Regions from separate parts of the Zea mays genome. Here region 1 is linked to region 2. A link is a contact called in public Hi-C data. All regions are on one chromosome and are shown on one strand. Each heading gives the region's core, a stretch centred on a gene start, on an enhancer-like site or on the middle of the called end of the contact. The rest is flanking DNA. Distances are from core to core; before and after follow the strand shown.

Region 1 (4,733 bases), core at 2,019-4,518, 150 kb after region 2:
ATTATGCCACTTACAATAAGCACGTCTCTTTAATTCATTTATAGGAGGGATAGTATGAGTTAATTTAATATTGCCGTTTTTAAGTAGTTCGTCAAATATCTTATCGCATTTGGCAACATTAAAGGTAAATTTAATCTCTTCTTGCCGATTCTTTTGAACCGGTTGTAAGGAAGAACATACCGAAGATTTGGCCTTTATTGGCCAAATAAACTCAGCGGCATATACATCTGCGGATCCATCATCTGAACTATCACACTCTATTAGATGTATAGTACGGGTGGCCGATTTTGATCTCTTTAAATCGGCTTTCACAGGCTAAAGCCCACTGATGTAGCTGGGCTATTGAAAAGAACTGGGTCCTATCTAATTTGTCTCTTAAGTAGGATAGCAACCCATTAAAAGCTAACCCTGCTAGCTCTTTGTCTGCGACATGGATCCGAAAGCATCGGTTTCTAGTGTCCCGGAACCTCCGGATATAATCATTAATCGATTCTTCGCGTCCTTGTCGGACTGAAGCTAAGTCAGCTAGTCCTAATTCATATTCCCCGGCAAAGAAATGTTCATGAAATTTAATTTCTAAGTCATTCCAGGAATTAATAGAATTAGGAGGCAGGGCGGCGTACCATGCAAAAGTGGTACTAGTAAGGGATAAAGAAAATAAACGAACACGAAATGCTTCTCCATCGGCCAATTCGCCTAGGTGTGCTAGGAACTGGCCTATGTGTTTGTGTGTGCTTCTCCCATTCTCACCAGAAAACTTAGAAAATTCTGGTATCCTTGCCCCTTGTGGATATGGGACAATGTCAAACCGGTGATTATATGGCTTTTGGTATGATTGCCCTACTCTGGCTACACTAACTCCGAACTTATCTCAAAATAGTTCAGTCATCTCTTCCCTAATTTTTTCCATTGCACCCGGTGGCAGACCACCGGATCCTGGGCTGTGGGGCTCATTTGGTCGGGCATTAGTATACCGACCTTCTTGCCATGACCGATCGATAGTGTTGATTGGTCTATGATTGTATGGTGCGTTATGGTTTAAATATGTAGAGGGCGAAACATACTGCTGTTGTGGTGTGTAATAATTTGGTGCATGGTGTGTAACAGCAGGTTCTGCATATGTGTATCCGGTTTGTACTATGGTACATCCGAACTGGCCGGTCGTGTTCGCCATTATTGGGGCGCCACGCGGCAGTCCTGGTACGGCCCCGGACTGTCCGACATAGAAAGTCGGACGATCCACGTAAGGGTCGGACGGTCCGGGTAGAAGCTCGGACGGTCTGACCGCGTCCAGGGTCGCCGATCTGCCAAGCAGGGATGGCGGCGGTCCTAGGGCGGCCCCAGACTGTCCGGCAGAGCAAGCCGGACGGTCTGTGTATGGGCGGACGGTCCGGGCAGAAGCTCGGACGGTCCGACCGTGTTCAGGGACGCCGATCTGCCAAGCAGGGATGACAGTGGTGGTACTTGCCCTGGATATGAGTTCATCAGCATACCATATAATGGTTGGGGCTGCAAATCCCCATTTGTTGCCGATGTATTAGACATATATATCCTGTTACTAGTCTCATATGATGGAAAATTAGGAGCAACAGACTTCTCCAACATACGCGTTAATTTTCTAATTGACTCTTCTAACCCTTCAATTTGTTGTTTCATTTGATTCTGCTGATGATCTACATAATGTTTAATAGATTGGATGTCGTCAGGTTTACTTACGTTGGGGACTTGAAGCGAAGATAGAAGAGATGCAACGTCGGTCTCTCCATGTTTGACAACTTTCTGGTGGCGATCCACCGTGTATTGTGATAAGAATTTTTCCTTCGCTTGACGCATGTAGTCCTCGTATTGCTGTTGCTCATCGGTCGTTATCAACAGTCGGCTTTAGGATATTGTCCGGGGAGATATCGGTGTGATCTTTAGAACCGGCCATTTGAGGGTCTGATTTTTAGTAGATCTAAACACCTTTCTCCAGCGGAGTCGCCAAAAGTATGTTGACACCTTTTTCGGACGCCAATCACTCAACACGAACCGTGGCAGTGCCCTCTGCACAGGGGCGGACGGTCCGCGACCAGGGGTCGGACGATCCACGCCCTAGGGCTGGACGGTTCGCGCGTGCGCAGGGGGCGGCAAAGGTTGCCGGCGGCGCCTGGATCTCGCTCCCGGGAGGGACCCCGTCGGGGAGGAGAGATCCTAGGTGATGTCTAGGCTCGGGCAGACCGACCTAGACTCTTCTAATCGTTGTAGAGCCAAAGAGAAGCGGAGAATTTGGAGATTAGAATACTAAACTAGAGCTACTCCTAATGCATAAGGTAAAAACGAGAAATAGACTTGATTTGATCGATTGTTGGGGGTTTAATCGGCCGTAGCCCTTCATCTATATAAAGGGGGACGTCTGGATCCGCTTCAAACTGATTTCCGAGTTAAGCCCGCAGTTTTAGGTAACAAATCCTGCGAGAAATTAGGAACCCTAACTGACTCTGCGCATGCGCAGACCGTCCGCGCCACCACCACGGACCGTACGCGAGGCACTTTTGATCTCCAATAGTAAGATAATTGGTTAGTCTAAAGATCTACTATATTTTTAACCGGCGACGGGCGGGGCTGTAGCCCCGACAGCTCCTCTTTGCATCCGCCCCTGAAAGATAACCATGGCTAAAGATATTCAGCCACACTCAAGTTCTAATAGGATAAAAAATCATTGGTTTTTTGGTATCCAATACCATCCCCGCACCCTACCGATGCCCCCACCATTTGTTATACGTGGAGTAAGTTGTTATACGTGGAGTAAAATTGTAGCCAGCAAATCGAGTACATATTCATACAAAACGCTGATTTGGTAAACAATTATAAAATGGAGTTTAAAATAAGAGACAAAATAAAAATGGAATAGAAGAACTGTTAGAGATAGCCAACGTTTGCAATTTTGCCTCACGGTTCATTAGAAAACTGGGCCGCGGTCGTTGTGTTTTTAGATGGTCAAAGCAAGCGATTGGGCTGGCCCACTGGACACCAGTCCGGTCCAAGGCCCACCAAAGTCGCTTGTCCGGGGCGGACAACCTCCCAGTCCCAGGCTCCCAGCAGGCCAGCAGGCAGCAGGGATGAAGAGAGACATTCTACCGTGAGATCAGCGGTGGAAGATGGCCCGGCGCAGCCGCGACAGGATCGAGCTCCGGTGTGCGCGACGGGTCCGGAGCGGAGCGGAGCGGAGCGGGGGAGAAGGCATATAAAATGCGAAGGTCCTCTTCCTCTCCCTCTTGCTCTTTCTCCTCACCAGGCATCAAGAGAGGACGAGAGGGGGCGTCCGGAATTTCCTCTGCTTCCTTTTACCGCGAAACCTTTGCCTTGAAGGAAGAATCCGTTCCTCTGCTTGATCTGTGTTGTAGATGAGACGAGAAGCGGAGGATTAACAGAGCAGGAAGGTGAATTGGGCGCAGAGACTCTCAGACGCGCAGTTTTTGAAGGTAGGTACTGCTCCAAGTCCGCTAAACTGCGGTTCTCTGCTCTTTTCCTCGGTCGTTGCTGCTTGCAGTTGTAATTTTGGCGCGGATTGGAGTTTGGAGGCTCGCACCATGGTGGGAAGTTCCCTTTTTTGTGATTTGTTTGAAATTCTCGACGTATAAGGTTTTCATGTGTGGTTATTTGATCTGAAGTTCTGAACAATCCATCCCCTTTTCTCCTGGGATTGGGTTCTCTCCCACTTTCAGTCCTCTTCCTGTGTTGGGATTCCTCTGGTTCTGTGACTGCGAGATCCCACATGTAAGTGCGGGGATATCTCAAGTGGATTATTTGGATTCGATTCTCCGGGAGCTACATTTTGGCATGACTTGAATCAGTTTCTGCTGTGATCAAGCAATCTGAGCTGCTTCACTTGCGATTGCCGTGATTGGGACTTGGTTGGTTAGTGATTCGGATCGAGCGATTTGCCGAACAATCATTGCTGCTTCTCCTCAAGTTGAAATCTGTTTACCAATTTCATTCGGTGTTCCTTGGTTGTTCGGTCGGAGAAGGAACCAGAGTCTGAAGTTGTTTAGGTTGGGCTTGGATCTCCTCCGTCTTCCCCGGTTGGCTTTCTGTATCATATTCGTCAAGTCTGTACATTTCAGTATCTTCCCCTTTCACAAGGAAGTTGTTCCCTTCCTTGCTTGATTTGTCTTTCTGGCTCTTGTCACAAGTTGTTGTCGCTCTCTCAAAAATTCCTTTTCATTTGATTGTTGAATTATCGAGAACGCAAAATTGGGTATAATAAGCCAAAGAGTCCAGATTTACATTTGATTGATTGCTTGTTTCCTTCGATTTTACTTGTGACTCTCGAGCTAATGAGTTAAATTGAGCTTAATTACATTTTTATTCCAATTCGATCTCTTTTAGCCTTTTATGATCTGTCATCGGTTGAATCAGAAAGCCAGTAGCTCACCATATGTGATCAGTCAGTTAAAGTCGAGTTGGATTTTAGTGATCATCCCGTTTTATGTCTGGATTTGATTGGTCAGTGGAATCACTATCCGTTTCCAAAATACTTTTTAGGGTAAAATCAAACTGAAATTCGACGATGGCTCGTCCCCTTGCAGTCCCCTTGCAATCGGTCTTCTACTTTTCAGTTTCTCCTCCTTAGCGTGGCTTTGCATCAATCTATGCAGAGAATTAAAGCAGATGATGTCTCCTCGGATCTTGAGATTTTTTTTGGATGGCCTGATATGTTATGAGCTAAACTTTGTCAGCATTTTATCCTTTCC
Region 2 (5,336 bases), core at 2,416-4,915:
ATGGTGGAGGCGGGGACATGGAGCACGGTGGGGATGGAAGGGGCGCGGGAGGAGTATGGAAGGGGCGGGGGAGGCGACGCAACGCACGACCTTCCATCGATGCGAGATTTCGGGGGCGAGGCGGAAGGGCGCGGACGCGCGGGGCAGAACCGTGCACCACCCAGGGTGTGGACGCCTACGGTAGCCTCTTAAGGAATAGTAGAGATTTTATCCTTTAGGAAAAGCTAAGTGATTCATATATAATGTGGACTAAATTTTATAAAATCATTAATCACGCCATAAATCTAATTAAGAACAAATTGACTATAAGTTTGATTAATAAATTATGATAAAGGATAATTAATGTATTAATTATATCTAATTCTATTGTAGGAACAAATGATCTAGATAATTAAAATGAATACTATATTTATTGGTATATTATTAACTATCATTTTAGTTATGACGGTGTGAGCACTTAATTAAGTCATTATATCATTTTTAGAAAAGTTATATGACACATTACTATTGTAAAGCATATAATTATGAGTACTTAAATATGAGACTAAATGAGTTTTATGTGAAGGGATAATAAATGATTATCATTCTATTAAGAAAACATTAAATCTATATTTATTGAGAAAACTACATTCAAACCGATAGGTCATTATTTTAAAGATATAAACATCAATTCTATCATTTTAGCATCGTTAGAAAACTCTATTTTTAAATTCCTATTTAATACGGCTATACTTAAACATCTATAACGAACCTTAAAAACATGATATCTATTAAAAAGGTCATTTTAAAGTTAGAAACATATTATCTATTTTATTAGTAAGAAACCTATGCTTAACAACATAACTATCATTTTCTTTATTAAAAAAGCATAAGTGATTAATTAAGTTATTTTAACATTATTATAACATTATTATAACATTCTATCCTTTCAGTTTTCTTCTTTCTTTTCTAAATAGAATTTATACGTATAACTAAAAATTGTTTATTTATAATTATTCTAACATTAATATACTAAGAATTAATTGTATATTACTAAATGAGACTTTTAATAGCATATTCATGGTTATTATGACATAGATAAATATCTTACTAATTCTAAGTAATTAAGTGCTATACTTATGAATACATTTATTATGAATAGTAAAATCTATATATTTTCATTCGATCGAAAATACGTAGATTAAATTCCTTTTTCAATTTCTTATATCACTAAAATTATACTTATATCAATACTAACCGATTATCGCTCCACCACTAAAGCGAAATTTAATTATAAACATTTTTAGTATGAAAATCACTGACGTAGTGAATAGTGACCGTGTTCATTTTTAGAATTATAAAATCATACGTATATTTAAATATTGTCGCGGGGTTCGATTTTGGTTGCACGTATACATCGGAATCTCTAAAATCATACATGAATCGCCAAGTCGCATAATATTACAACGATTATTCACAAATTCATATATTAATTCAACACATGATTTAGACAATAAATTAACGGGTTGGGGTTGTCTTCAACCTTGGGTTCGCTCATGCGCAGGGATGAACGTCGACGAGCGGGGTTCGACGGGCAGGGAACGGCGCGATCGTCGGTGAGTGTTCGGGCATATCTCCGGTGAGGTTCCACGGATGGTGAACGACGTGGACGAACTCCGGCGAGGCACGACGGCGAGCGGTGGTGCTGCTGCGCATGGGCAGGGGTTCTTGACGGGGTGCTGCGCGGGCTCTGGTGCGGTGGCGTTGACACTAGCGAGGTTCCGGCGAGGCAGTCCGGCGTGGTCCAAAGAGCAGGACGCGAATGTGAGGAGCGAGGGAGAACTTGGGGGAGGAAGGGAGGAGGCTTGGCTGGGGAGGGAGAGCTCCATGGCGTGGCTGGGTTTTTATAGAGAGCGGGAGGGAGAGAGAGACGCCGAGGGGAGGGGGTAACGGTGCCGGTCGGCTTCAAAGCCATTAATGGCGTTCAAGGAGCTTGAATGGAGGGAGAAACATACGAGTTGAATCTCCAATAACTCAAAGACGAACGGTCGGCGGGGTCGCTTGGACTTCGGACGCGGGCGGGACTCGGCGCAGGCGGCTGCTCATCGGGGTCTGGGTCGCGCACGGCTGCGCAGGTTCCATGGGCGCGACGTCGGCAGCGTCGGGGCAGGGCGCCGGTCGGTGTCCTGGCGGTCGGCTGCGCGGGGCACCGATGGCTTCGGTCCTGTGGCTGGGCGTGGGGCGCTGCTCCACGGGCGTGGGGCAGGGGCGCTCGGGTGCACGCGGGTGGCGCGGGGTGCCGAGGCCGGGTCCTGGGCGGCGCGCGCGGGCAAGCAGAGAAGAGAGGGAGGAAGAGAGAAGGTGGGGCCAGGGGGTGGCGGCGGCTGCCAGGGAGAGGAGGCTAGGGTTAGGGGCGACAACTCCTTCTAGTTGGGCCCCTAGTGGGCTGATTAGGATTAGGGTTTTGTTTTTTTTCTCTTTTTTTTCTTTTCTAATTTCGAAATACCTATTCAAATAATCATAAAATTCATAATAATCAAACCAAAATTATTTATAAATAAAATATTAATTCTTAGACTAATATTTATTATATTATTTATGTAAATTTAAATTTAAGAAGAAATGATATTTAATATTCAAAATTAATCATGAGCATAAAAAATCATTCTAAAGGCAAATAAATAACGAATACTTAAAAGAAAATTAATTATCATAAATATCATTATTAACTAAATGCACTATTTTTATTTAATGATTTTTATAGTGTTACAAAGGGTAAATTGATTGCTAAAGTGCGGAAGTTTTGATGACGGGAAAGCAGCCGAAGCATTTTGGGCATGTCCCGGAAGCTACAGAAAATCATGGCAACGACAACCAAAGATCGAAGTATTTAACCGGGTAAAATCTGGTCTGAAATTTGTGTGGTAGTAGAAATAGAGCGGTCACATCATTAGCACAAAACGGCCGTACTAGCGTCCGAACAAATGCTAGTGTCTGGACACAGTTCTTTCTCGTTCACCTTGCTCGATGCTCGCTCGCTGGCGACCTCACCACCGGCCGTCCATCCCCGCTGCTGTTTGCCGATCCTTTCCTAATCCCAGTCCGCCGGTGACCTAAACTTCCACTTTCGTTCCCGCCGTCGACAGTTGACACCGTGTACCGGTTGTCACTCTTTCCTCGCTCGCTGGCCGCGCCCTATCATCGAATTTGCCGCCGGACAAACTATCTCTACTGCCAGGTAGTCCACCGTCCTCGTAAAGGCGGCTGTTTTGACTCTAGAGAAACAAAAATAATGTAGAAACATTAAAAGTCGATACAAATTAAAACTAAGCGAATATGTTATCTAATTAAAGTTTAGTTTATATCACATCAGCCGTTGAAATAATTGAAATAGCGCAACGACGGAGCTCCCGCAGTCCCGCGGACGGGACGCGCGGAGGAGGCCGCGCTTGCTTGCGGGCGAGCCCGGAGTCCGGAGTCCGGAGGGACGGATGCCCACGTTATATCACTTTCTTGGACAAAAGTCATTATCAAACTCTGGGAAAAAAATCAAAGATGTTTGAAATAGCGAAGACAAATTCGGAAATCGAAGACCGTGCTGCATCCTGTCAAACATGCCGTCACCACCGAAAACCCCTCACTCCTTTGGTCGAAGCAGTAGCGCGGCATCCAAATGACCCCCTGCCGTCCGTCCGCTTTGGTCGTCAGCCGTCGCGCCTCACCTCCCCGGCAAAGCAGGTCGCCACTAGGACCGCGAGGAGGCTCTGGCTCGCTGCCCGATATATTGATTAATTAATCGCCCGTTAATTGCCCGCTAATCCTCTGCCGGCCGCTGCCGCCTCGCTTTTTCTCGCTTAAATAATTGCCTAGTCAAGCTGATCCAGCTCGGCGGGCTGCGGGCGGACTTGGGGAGACAGACAAACATACAGAGAGAGAGAGAGGGGCAGAGGCAGCCCGGGATCCGATCGGGCGGTCGATGCTACGGCCGGTGGCGGGCGTCGTCGGGGCATGGCTAGCCAGGCTGCGCGGCGAGGAGGCGCGATGAGACCACCGAGCAGCGGCGTGCGCACGGCGGCCGCGCGGCCGCCGGCCGCCTCGTTCCTGCTGGCCACGGCGGCCACGGCGGCGCTCGTCGGAGGGTTCTACTTCTGGTTGGTGGTCTCGTCGTTCCGGCTCCCCGACTCGGGCGCCGTCGGGTGCCGCCCCGACGGCGAGGGGTCGTGGGCGGTCGGCATGTTCTACGGCAGCAGCCCCCTCGCGCTCCGTCCCATCGAGCTGGTGAGGCGGCGTGCGGCGCTCACCGCTCAGCTTAAAAACAGCTCCTTTCGTGCGTCGTTGTGGTGTGTGAGTAGGTTGACGCCTCGAGTGCTTACTCTTGTCTGGGGTGTAATTTTGGTGGCCAGGAAGGGAGGAGCAATGGCAACAGCTCGGCGTGGCCGGTGGCGAACCCCGTCCTGACCTGCGGGACTGCGACGGAGGCGGGGTACCCGAGCAACTTTGTCGCCGACCCGTTCCTCTACGTCGAGGTGAGGCAGAGGCACTGCTGCTGCTTGTTCTGCCGCTCCTCCCCGGGGTGGAACTCTGCTTCGCGTAGATGTAGGGATGGTTTGCAAATTGCCTAAGCTATGGGAGCAAATCAGTGAGAAAAATAATAAATTCAGGCTCGCTTACTGAATTGGTGATGTCGCTGTATTCGACAATTCAGCACCCACGCAGGGCTTGAGGGTTTAGTGTTTGGTTTTTGGATACTTAAGAGGACACAGATTAGTCAGGCACATAACAGATAATGCTGTTTGGCTGATTGCCTGAATACCATTGACAGTGTCTTACTAGCGTGTGAAAAAAAATTTGTAACTGCCTTGTCTCAGTTGAGGCATACAAAGTTAGGCCCACCATGTAGTGGCTGCTACTCTATGATGTGCAGTATACTACTAGTATGTAAGCATGGTTTGGGATGAACTAATATCCTATGATAAGATAGTACCCAGGGAGTTTTAGTTCATGAAAGGATTCAGATCTAGTTGAGATAGACACCGAAATGTGCTTTGCTTAGGTACATAGGAAGCTTGAAACCATTAATCTAGAAGTTGATCTGTAAACAGGTACCACTTCCACTATCTACTTGTCAATAACATCTTTCCTTGGTAGAATATGTATAACCACGCAGGAGGAGAAAGTTTCTACAAATGCTATTTATCAGACTAAATGCATTCTTGATAATTATTTGCTAGGTTTTGTCCAATGAGTAGCATTCTTAAGTTGAGATACTATTTTCCAGGCTTGCATTTTCGCCTGCTAGCTCTCATTCTGATACGCTACTATGCATCTCCTAGGGGGACACACTATTTATTTTCTTT

Evidence for each region. Hi-C and Micro-C count contacts between places; a contact is called where the count stands out from the background.
Region 1: a contact with region 2 is called in a Hi-C map of ear, with 2.8 times the contacts expected there. The contact joins the promoter of LOC100193865 here to the promoter of LOC103635268 in region 2. A contact is called at or near these places in 4 of 25 Hi-C or Micro-C datasets (ear, leaf and tassel).

Annotation. Positions count from the first base shown.
Region 1 is chr8:63,716,186-63,720,918 of Zm-B73-REFERENCE-NAM-5.0, forward strand. It overlaps LOC100193865 (DUF1639 family protein), which reads left to right and starts at 3,269. Exons shown (of 5, transcript NM_001138945.1): 1 at 3,269-3,461.
Region 2 is chr8:63,561,343-63,566,678 of Zm-B73-REFERENCE-NAM-5.0, forward strand. LOC103635268 (glucosamine inositolphosphorylceramide transferase 1) reads left to right here and starts at 3,666. Exons shown (of 4, transcript XM_020542424.2): 1 at 3,666-4,257; 2 at 4,383-4,505; 3 at 5,313-5,336. The coding sequence starts at 3,988.